2 separate regions of the Mus musculus genome follow, and region 1 is linked to region 2. A link is a contact called in public Hi-C data. All regions are on one chromosome and are shown on one strand. The core of a region is the stretch at or near the end of the contact, and the rest is flanking DNA. Distances in the headings are between cores, read along the strand shown.

What was found. A called contact is a pair of places that touch in the nucleus more often than the background predicts.
Region 1: a contact with region 2 is called in a Hi-C map of the Ba/F3 cell line, with 1.9 times the contacts expected there. The contact joins two enhancer-like sites. A contact is called at or near these places in 22 of 484 Hi-C or Micro-C datasets (the Ba/F3 cell line, the CH12 cell line, the HL-1 cell line and 17 more) and 4 of 115 datasets of contacts at active chromatin or transcription factors (T-cell acute lymphoblastic leukemia, craniofacial prominence, embryonic stem cells and 1 more).

The regions. Positions count from the first base shown.
Region 1 is chr17:85,876,153-85,881,023 of GRCm38.p6, reverse strand. All of the region lies in intron 4 of Gm30117 (a long non-coding RNA gene), which reads left to right. Among named protein-coding and RNA genes, the nearest start is that of Gm30117, 50 kb to the left of the region's middle. Within about 2 kb of position 3,418, at least 11 of the 459 cell types and tissues checked have an H3K27ac peak or open chromatin away from gene starts, as enhancers often do. A contact at or near this core is called in the Ba/F3 cell line, where this site is marked.
Region 2 is chr17:85,663,705-85,668,895 of GRCm38.p6, reverse strand. It overlaps a transcript of Six2 not described here. Among named protein-coding and RNA genes, the nearest start is that of Six2, 22 kb to the left of the region's middle. Within about 2 kb of position 3,730, at least 30 of the 459 cell types and tissues checked have an H3K27ac peak or open chromatin away from gene starts, as enhancers often do. A contact at or near this core is called in the Ba/F3 cell line, where this site is marked.

The DNA.
Region 1 (4,871 bases), core at 2,169-4,668, 210 kb before region 2:
CACGGCCCTCAAATGCTTGTGTGTCACTAGGGCTCTGAACTAGAATGTCCTTCGAAGAAGACTTCATGGGAAGATGGCATCCTATTCATTTTTGCCTTGGGATTCCACAGGACTGTTTGGATGACCTAACCCAAGTTTCAAGTTTGCATGTTGAAATCACTTGGAATGCTTAAGAAAATAAGAGAAAACAACAACAATAACAACAACAACAACAACAACAACAAAACCGGTCTATGAAAATCAATGTTGAGTCTGACCTACTACTAACCAACTAGAGTCCCTGCAGCATCCCTCAATGATGAGACTGCATTCCCTGGTGATTCTCACGGACAGATGACTACAGTTCTGCTTCTCATTATATAGATGAGGAAGCTGCGGCCTGTCTTTAGAGGAGACTGACAGTGTCTGGACATAACTCTAAACCAAACACCTATGGATTTGTTTGAATGCCTACAGAGTGCTCAGCCCTTCCCTGCTTGTAAGAAGAGCTTGCCGTTAATAAGCATCCAGCCTCAGAGGTGTGGTCAGGAAGAACTAATGGCTAAAGTAGTCACCGATGTGCAGGCAGGAGCTAAGCTTCATAACATGAGTGCTAATCACAGGAGAGATGCAAACACTGACGGATAGAGGAAAGCATTGCTGGAGTTGGCATTAGAGAAGAGGCCAGTGTCAGCAGGAAGAGAGGCACACTCAAAGGCAAAAGGTGGGACTATATCTTGGAGGCCAGAATGAGTGGTTCCTTATTGTGTCCTTTGGTGGCCTGTTCTGGAGGACATAGGCTTGGAGACAGTGCATGAGGTCTGAGCAGGGATTGAAGGCCGCAAGACTGGTTCTGCCTTCTTAGCAGATGTTTGAAAATGACTCTGTCCAACATGGGACAAACGTAAGGTTAAAATGGAAAGTTAAGAGTGACTAGGTGTGATGGAGCTCTGTTCTGATTGGTTGGTGCACCCAAGTCATAGCAATGTTCACATATTTAAAAAGTCTTCCCTTCTCCACATCCTTGGCTAAATGCTACCCTAGACTTGAGGGCTTCGTTTTAAGACATGGATTTTGGGGAGTTTTGAGGAGAAGGAAGCAGACATGATTGCTAGTGAGGTGGTGTCTTAGTCAGGGTTTCATTTCTGTGAGGAGACACCATGACCCAGGCAACTCTTATAAGGGACAACATTTAATTGGGACTGGCTTTCAGTTTCAGAGGTTCAGTCCATTATCATCATGGTAGAAAGCATGATAGTGTCCAGGCAGGCATGGTCCTGGAGAAGGAGCTGAGAATTCTTCATCCTGATCCAAAGGCAGGCAGAGCTTGAGTACTGGGAACCCTCAAAGTCTGCCTATACAATGACACACTTACTCCAACAAGGCCACACCTCCTAATAGTGCCACTTCCCAAGGGCCAAACATATTCAAACCACAAGTGGTGAGCATTCAGTCACAGGTGGACAAAGAAATCTCAGGTCAATGCTAATCAAAAGTCCCACATCCTCAGGGATCCAACCAGGGACTTCTGATCCTGCCTGTTGCTGTCCACAGCAGTGCATGGACCACGGGCAGACTGGGTCTCTCCCCACTACATACATACGTTTTCCACCAAAGCCACTGGGTCTTACATCATGGTCCTCCCATTGTCTTCTCTTACACTTCCTGCATGGCTGTTACCTCCCCCTTGATCCTGTGGATCAAACCAACCTCTATTTGCTTCATACAAAAGCAGTTCCGAGGTAGGCTAACATACTGAACTAGGAAATAGCTTTTGGAAGTGAGATTGGACAATTTGTTCAGAGCCCCTTTAGGAATCCATGGGAAAACAGGATTTCTCTTGAGTCCGTTCTTCAATCGTGGACCTCATTTTAAATCACGTTTGTTACTTGATGTCATATCTTTCATTTGCTACCTACCAAGAAGCCACTCCCCTCTATGGAAATGGGGCCTGCCACAGAATGTATCAGTTTGGCAAAACCCATGAGATCCATAAAGCTACACCAAGAGCTTCCTTCCAGAACTCTTATCAGACTCCAGTGTGCTTAACTTGATTCTCATAGGAAACTCGGCTCAAAACTCCAGCCTATAGGAACACCATACTTGAATAGCTAAGATGCCTCCTCTTGGATTTATATTTATTTGAAATGCTCTCTCTCTGCCTTGTGCATGCTGTCTGAGAGCATGTCACTGGAGGTCTGAGGTGATGCTTATCTCAATAGATGAACAGCTTGCAAAGCCTCTTTGTCATCACATCGACTGACTCTGGAGCTTGCTGTCAGCACTCTGAAGCTGAGTGACCTTGGGCCTGTCTCTTTGTCTCTGAGATAGCCTGTAATAATGGTCTGTGGTTCACTGGGCAGTTGTCATGCTTAAGGAGATAACCCACACGAAGGGCTGAAGACAAAGCCAAATACAACAACGCCATGTTTTTGGTTTTTGTGTTGTTTTTTGACTTGTTGTTAATTGTTATAAAGGAAGTATTTGAAAGACTTATTCTGTAGACTTGCAAAATCTGTTGGCACTTGTCTTTTTGTTTTGTTTTGTTTTTTTTTTTTTTTTTTTTTTTTTTGTACTTTGACTGAGGTGACCCTAACAGCTGAGAGGAGTGGAACCAGATCTGCAAGAACCTAGGGAACTGACTTCTTCCAGAACACTTGACTATCTTGGCAAATGCATGGAAACTTTGTATTCATTTTTTTTAAAATGTATCTGTGTCTTCCCTAACAGAAACTCCTCTGGACATACATGATGCTTGTCCATTGCATGCTAGGCATGTCTATGAGTGTGGAAGTCGGGTTTGAGAGACTTGAAGTTAGCACACTGGAGTGTCTTGTTGGCTGCTTCTATGGGATCCTTCCAGGAAAGAAAGGAAGAGAGAAAGGGGGAGGGTTATGCAGCAGCGCCCGCCTACCCCTCCTACCCTCCTACCCTCCCCACCTTCAAGGAAGAATGTGAAGTCAGCAGTATGAGGCAATGGTGACTTTATCCTTGAAAGTTGGTGGCTTTTGGGCTTAGAGCACCGGCTCAGTATGACCCTCTGGGCTCCAGACTGGGGGTTCTGGGACAGCTGGGCCCCAGGGAGGCCAGGACCTGAGAGATGGAACGTGACTTGATGCTCCATGCTTGCTGCGTGCTGAAATGGCATGGAGACAGACTGTCAGTGTGGAAACCATGTAGTGACAGCTTCCTTCACCTTCTAGACCTTTCAGCTCTTGAGGAGCTGACAGGCCTTGACTAAGAAGGCAAACAAAGGCTTCAGAGCTGGTAGGAGGAATGCAGACATTCTTCCTTTAATGTTTCCCTATCCATAGCATGCCAGAGAGCTAAGGCCTGGCCTCAGGAGGTAGCAGTTCCTAGCGTTTAGTATCTCCTGAGGAGAGACACTGAGCTGAAAATCCAGACAGCGCCCTCTGCTGGCCAGGGAGCTGGACACCTCTTTGGAAGTTCTTGGCCCTCAAGGTTGAATCTTTGAGGCTAAAGTCCAGGTTGTGTACCTGCTTGAGTGACAGTTATGGTTACCATACAGCTTTTTCCGGTCTAAACTTCAACATTGCAATGCTCTATATAGCCCAGTTCCCTGCCCCATCCCAGGGTTTGGGTCCAGTTCAACAAAGCTCTGGCACCTCAGTTTAGGCCCTACCCAACGCGCCCCAGTCTAGCTCCAGAAAAGCTACCAGGTTTTTCTTTTTCTTTTCTTTTCTTTTTTTTTTCTTTCTTTCTGCAGTCCCTGGATTGTTTAGCCTTCTTTCTGCTCGCCCGCCCCACCCCTACCCTGTCCCCTTCACAAGGCGAGGACAGCAGTGGCACTGTATTTCTGTGCCATTACTTGCAAAGACAAATGGCCTGTCCACCTTTTGGGGTGTAATTTAAAAGCCATTTGTCTAGTGGTAATAACTGGAAATGGACTTCCACTGTAGGATCCTACGACTTCCTGTATGAGCAGCGCTGATGGCGTGTGGCCACCTCAGGACTGGTTGGCCAGGCTGTTTCAGAACCTTATTGTTTTCACGGGAGGAAGTGCTGAGCACCGGAAGTGCGGAGCGGCTGGAAGCTTACCGTGGAGCTGAGGGAAGCCAGACAGCAGGCTCTCATTTCACGCCCTTTAGCAGCAGGAATAAGAAATAGGGTGTGGGGGGGGCACCAAGGAGGACATTGTCACCAATCCTCATAGCCTTGTAGCCCTTTGTAGCCTTGTAGCCCCTTGTAGCCTTGAAAGGCTGGCCTGCAATGCGGGCTCTTCTTGAGTCTGTAGGTAAATTTGAGCCTTCTGGCTTTGGCACACCTCAGAAATGAAATTTTTCAGACAACACACACTTTTTTTTCCCTCTAGGCAACTGGAGAGCTGCAGTTTTAAAAAAGGAATTGCTTACGTTTTCTCTTCAGCAGTCACAGCAGAGGCTGGCTTGGTTATACATGTCTTCACTTTATGCTATTTTACAATGACGTCATTGCTACAGTCTAGATGTGGAAGGTCTCCCACAGGCTTTCAATACTTGCTCGTGGTGCTCTTGAGGTAGGTTATACAACACCAGGGGCTTAGCTGGTGGGTATAGATATAAAGGCAGGCATTGGGGGTTATAAACCCTCCCACTTCCAGAGCTACCATTTCATGACTTAGCCACCTCGGATGGAGCCCCAGCCACCATAGGGACTGTTCCCTCTGAGCTGTGCATCAAGATAAATCTTCCCTCTCTTAAGTTGTTTCTGTGGAGTATTTTAGTACAGTGACAAGTTAGGCAACACTGTCACCCTGTTTATCCTAGTATTTATATTGTTTTTCCTTATCCGAATGATAGAAATGCACTCACTCTATGGGCCTTCCCGTGACTGTTAGAAACGACACAGAAGACACTGGCAGAAATGGAAGTATCAGGATGGCCTCTTCCCAT
Region 2 (5,191 bases), core at 2,481-4,980:
ATAGAGAGCACTGCACTCCAAGACATCTCTCCAGTCCTGCTTTTTGGTTTTGTTTTGGTTTTGGTTTGGTTTGGGTGTTTTGGGTTTTTTCTCTCCAGATAAGATCTCACTAAGTAATCCAGGCTGCCCTTGAACTTGAGATCTCACTAAGTAATCCAGGCTGCCCTTGGACTTGAGATCTCACTAAGTAATCCAGGCTGCCCTTGGACTTGAGATCTTCCAACCTTAGTCTCCTGAACAGCTGGAATTACAGGCCTGTACCGCCAGACTGTACCCATTTGATTTACATATTTTAAATACATTGTGATATTGCACACATTATTAAGTATATAAAGAGAATTAAAAGTATGACCCATTAAAATGTAGCATAACATTTTCATACCTTACTTCAATAGTAAAACAATAACAGTAGTACATAGAATTTTAATTTTTTTCTCTGACCATATTAGGATTCCATGTTTTTATCTCAGCATATAAGCAGACAGTTAAAGACGTGCAAATTGGGGAGCTGGGGAAATGGCTCAAGGGTTACGAGCATTTATTGCTTGTGCAGAGGGCCCAGGTTCAATCTCTAACACTTATATGGTAGTTCACAACCATCCAACAGGCATGTACCTGTGCACATACACATATGAAGGCAAAAAATTCATGTACATAGAATAGAATAAATATTTTTAAAAACAAGTGGGGTTTTTTTTGCAGTAATTTGGAGTTTTACATTGCTTTGCTTGTATTAATGGTTTAGTGTTCAAAATAAAAATTGTAAAAAAAAAAATTCGATATCTTCTTAACAGTATGGATATATAATTTCATTAAGACCAGACTCTCCGGGTACCTATAAATGCCAGATCCTTGTAGCATGCTGCTCATGAATAATTAAGAGCTTCCTGCTGACCTATTGGGGGCACCCAGTGTTCTCTGGGCATGTCCCATAGGATAACTATTGAGAGCTATCGATGCTGAGATACCGCCAGAGGTAGGTATGTACCAGCATCAACCCACACCTGAAAACTAGTGAAATATTAGTCAGCTTTCTCCTAAGGTGGTGGTGGTGGTGGTGGTGGTGGTGGTGGTGGTGGTGGTGGTGGTTGTTGTTGTTGTTGTTGTTGTTGTTGTTCTTCTTCTTCTTCTTCTTCTTCTTCTTCTTCTTCTTCTTCTTCTTCTTCTTCTTCTTCTTCTTTTGATTTTGGTTTTCTGAAACAGGGTTTCTCTGTGTAGCCCTGGCTGTCCTGGAACCCACTCTTGATCTGTAGATCAAGCTGTCTCAAACACAGAGATCCACCTGCCTCTGCCTCTGCCTCTGCCCCTCTGCCCCACTGCCCCTCTGCCCCTCTGCCCCGCTGCCCCTCTGCCCCGCTGCCCCTCTGCCCCGCTGCCCCTCTGCCCCTCTGCCCCTCTGCCCCTGCCCCTGCCTCTGCTTCTGTCTTTTCCTCCCGAGTGATGGGATTAAAGTCATATGCTACTACAGTCTGGCTCAATTTAAGTTTTAAAAGGAAAGTTAAACATAATGGAAGATGTTTTCCTTTTGTTGCTGCTGTTTGGTTTTATAGAACAAGGCTCACTCTTTAGTGCCTGCTGCAGCTTTGGTATGCCTCTTGCTAACACAAAGGTACTTCTGTAGCCTGAGTCTCGACTCCTAAGTATTTAGTGAGGTTGTCTATGATCTTAACAAAGGGTGCACGTAGCTTCATTTTGTCTTGTGGACATGCTGGTGATGGAGCCTAGGGCCTCACATGTCCTATCCATCCAGGCTAACGGAGATTTGAACAGATAAGAGAGACTAGACTTAGAAAGTGTGTAACTTCAAGCAGATACAGAAAACGTAATGTCAATTAAATAGTATGGCTTCAAAACATAGTGGCAATTGGCCTCTTGCCCCATCAGGAGATTGGATCTACCTTCTTTCTCCTCCAGTCTGGGCAGGGCTTTGAGTACTTGGACAAACAAATTGCCGTTATAATAGGGCCGTATGCCTTCTAAGGTTAGGGTGTGAAGGTCATGACGGATTATTTGCTGGGATGGTTGTTCACGGAGCTTAGTTACCGCACAAGATACCAGGCTACCCTGAAGTCTCGCTGCTGGAAAGGCGGAGCTGACTTCATGCCTGACCCTTCTAACCCCTCATCAAGGTGCCAGAAAAGCAAGAGATAGTGTCATGGATTGTCCCCCAGCTCACTAGCCAAGAAAATACCACCACATGGCCTTTGTTGATGCTACGTGGAACAGGAGACTCTGCCAGGCAAGAGTGCCCTGAGTTCCTGTGTCGCAAATGTGTGAACTGGAAGTCTGCAGGTGTATAGTCACTGAAGGTGGGGTGAAGCTTGTCACTCAGCAGTGGACAGCCAGACAAAAGCAACATTTTTCTTAAAATCATAGGTTGCAGAAAATGGACGGGCATCCTGGCTCACGCCTGAGGTCTCAGCACTTGCATTTCTAGCTCCTCAAGGCCACTTTTGGAATATTGTGAGCTCCAGGCTGACCTGAGCCACAGAGTGAGACCCTGTTTCAAAGAACAAATAGAAATGATTGTATCCACCAAGTCACAGCGGGATTTTTTTTTTGGTCTTTGTCTTTTTGTTGTTGTTGTTGTTGTTGTTAGTTTGTTTGTTTTTTTGTTTGAGGATTGTGGTTTTGGTAGGTTTGTTTTGTAGTGCTGAAGATCAAACCTGGGACCTTTGGCTAGTGTATGCTCTACCACTGAGCTATATGCCCCATTACTTCCCTATATATGTGTACTAAGATTTGTGGGAAGGCACAATGTGTGGTTAGAGGAGTGTTGAGAGGCTGTGCAACTCGGGGGTCAAGAGAGTGCCCAGCACAGAGCAGTGCCTTCCTTAGCACCAGAAAGGAGAGGAAGGAAGGAGAGGAAGGAAGGAGGGAAGGAAGGAGGGAAGGAAGGAAGGAAGGAAGGAAGGAAGGAAGGAAGGAGGAGGGGAGGGGAGGGGAGGAGGAGGGGAGGGGAGGAGGAGGGGAGGGGAGGGGAGGAGGAGGGGAGGGGAGGGAGGGAGGGAGAGAGTGAGGGGAGGGAGGGAGGAAGGGAGGGGAGGGAGGTAGGAAGAGAGGGGAGAGGGAAGGGAAGGAGGAAATGGAAGCCCGATTCCTTGTGTAGGTCTTATCAACTGTGTAAGTCACAGAGTTCTTGTGACCATTAATAATGGACCTGAACTGTCTGCAGTATCTGCAAACTGGAAGGTCTCTGTGGAGTCTTGTCTTGGACAGGCAGTTGATTTGGGTGAATTACCTCTGCCAGTCTCAGAAAGAGGCTGTCCTACTTCAGTACAGCATAGATTCAGTACAGCATAGGGTTAACAGGGATTCATCTTCCCAAAGGGTGCTCTGGGGTACAGCCCCGCATGCTTGCTACTTCTGCAGGCCTCTAAGACTGAGAGTCACCCTGACAAGCCAGGCTCCTGACCCGGTTGAAAGTAAGTTCAGATTTTAGAAGCTGATGCAGATCATTGCGAAGAGGCAGATGAATCCCATGATACCTGAGAGCTAAAGCTATGGAAACCACAATTATTTTTGATTTGCCAGAATTTGTGGTTATTCGGATATAGAAAGGCAAATCAGTATTTCTGACAAATTTTCAGGGGTTGTTTGTGATTCTCACATAAAGTTATAGAAATAATGAGGGTTTGGGCAAAGTTTTCCAAAGAGTCCCAGAGCTGCCTCCCATCCCTGGGTTGCAAACCAGCGCCTCCCATCTCGCGCAAGGCGACGGGGAAGCTAAAGAGATGGCTCCACCTGCTGGAGAAACATAGGCTTGGCGTCGCTCCTCTTAGACGTTCTGTTCCTAAAAAGTCCCGAAGCTAACCACAGAGACAAAATCTGCAGAAGGCTGGCATCCTGTCCGGATGGGAAACCACCATTCTGCTTCGTGTTCTTACAGCTCTCGCAAGCCTCTGCTTTGGGGGTGGGGGTGGGGGTGGGGCGAATCGCAAGCCTGTGCTCTGGGGGTGGGGGTGGGGGTGGAGAGGATCTCAGAGTTTAAATCTACAAGCTGACTGGGATTATAAAAGAGGAGTAGAAGAGAGGTGGCGCACTTCCCCACTCCACCAGCTTCTCCTGCCAGAAGGAAGAGGCATGTGACAGAAATGGACCGATATTTCCTCCCATGCAACACCGAGGAATCCCGACTGCCTTATGGCCTCGCTCAGTGCAGACTGCATTTGAAAGCCTCTGTAATGACACTCTTTAAAAATGGTTCCCTTCTCTAGGGATCATTAGAGAGTTATTAAGGCGTCTAATTATTCCCTAGTGCTAACAAAGGTGCCAATAAGCAGACCAAGTTTTCTCATTTTTATGGAGGTAATTAGAAGGCCAATTATTTTTTTATGTACACAAAAGAGGGGAATCTTAGCCGCTGCCTTTGCAGCAGTATCTGACCCTGTACTTATGACAGGAGAAACAGACCACATTCCATTATTTAATGAGAATTGGGACTGAGGCAGAGTCTAGGTCAGATTTGAGGAGCAGAGGAGGAAATGTAGTCACAGAGCCTTGTATAGGACTCCGGTAAGTGGTTATTTTAACCACAAACTCTACTGCAGATCCTACATGCCACCTCCCTCTGATGTGAGCCCACAGCAGAATCCCAGGAGGTGTGCACAGGTGTACACTTCTGAACCATGGCCAGGGCTTCCTGGACTGTGCATTTGGGAGAAGATTTTCCTTTCTGATAGGAGATGCTAAACCACCTGGGGACCCGGCTTTGTGGGTCAGTGTTCTAAAACACTTGAAAGTGCCGGGTGCTGCCTTCCCCCACCTAGGGAGCCCCAATAGAATTGTAAAGACATTTTCTTTGGAGAAAACTCTTCAATCATTATTTTAAAGGGATTTAAGGGGTTCTAGCTGCTTACCTGTGTTCTCCTGGATTTCTTTAAGGGAAATATTTATGTCCTTCTTAATGTCCTCCATCATCATCATGAGAAGTGACTTTGGATCTATATCTTGCTTTTCTGGTGTGATGGTGTATCCAGGAATTGCTATGGTGGGAGAACTGGGTTCTGATGATGCCAAGTAACCTTGGTTTCTGTTGCTTATGTTCTTAGGCTTGCCTCCTGCCATCTGTTATCTCTAATGCTACCTGCCCTGGCTATGTCTGACTGGAGCCTGTCCTTCCTGTGATCCTGGTTGTGTCAGAACTCCTCTGAGTCAAGCTGTCTCTGGGATACTGTGATTCTGGGATCCT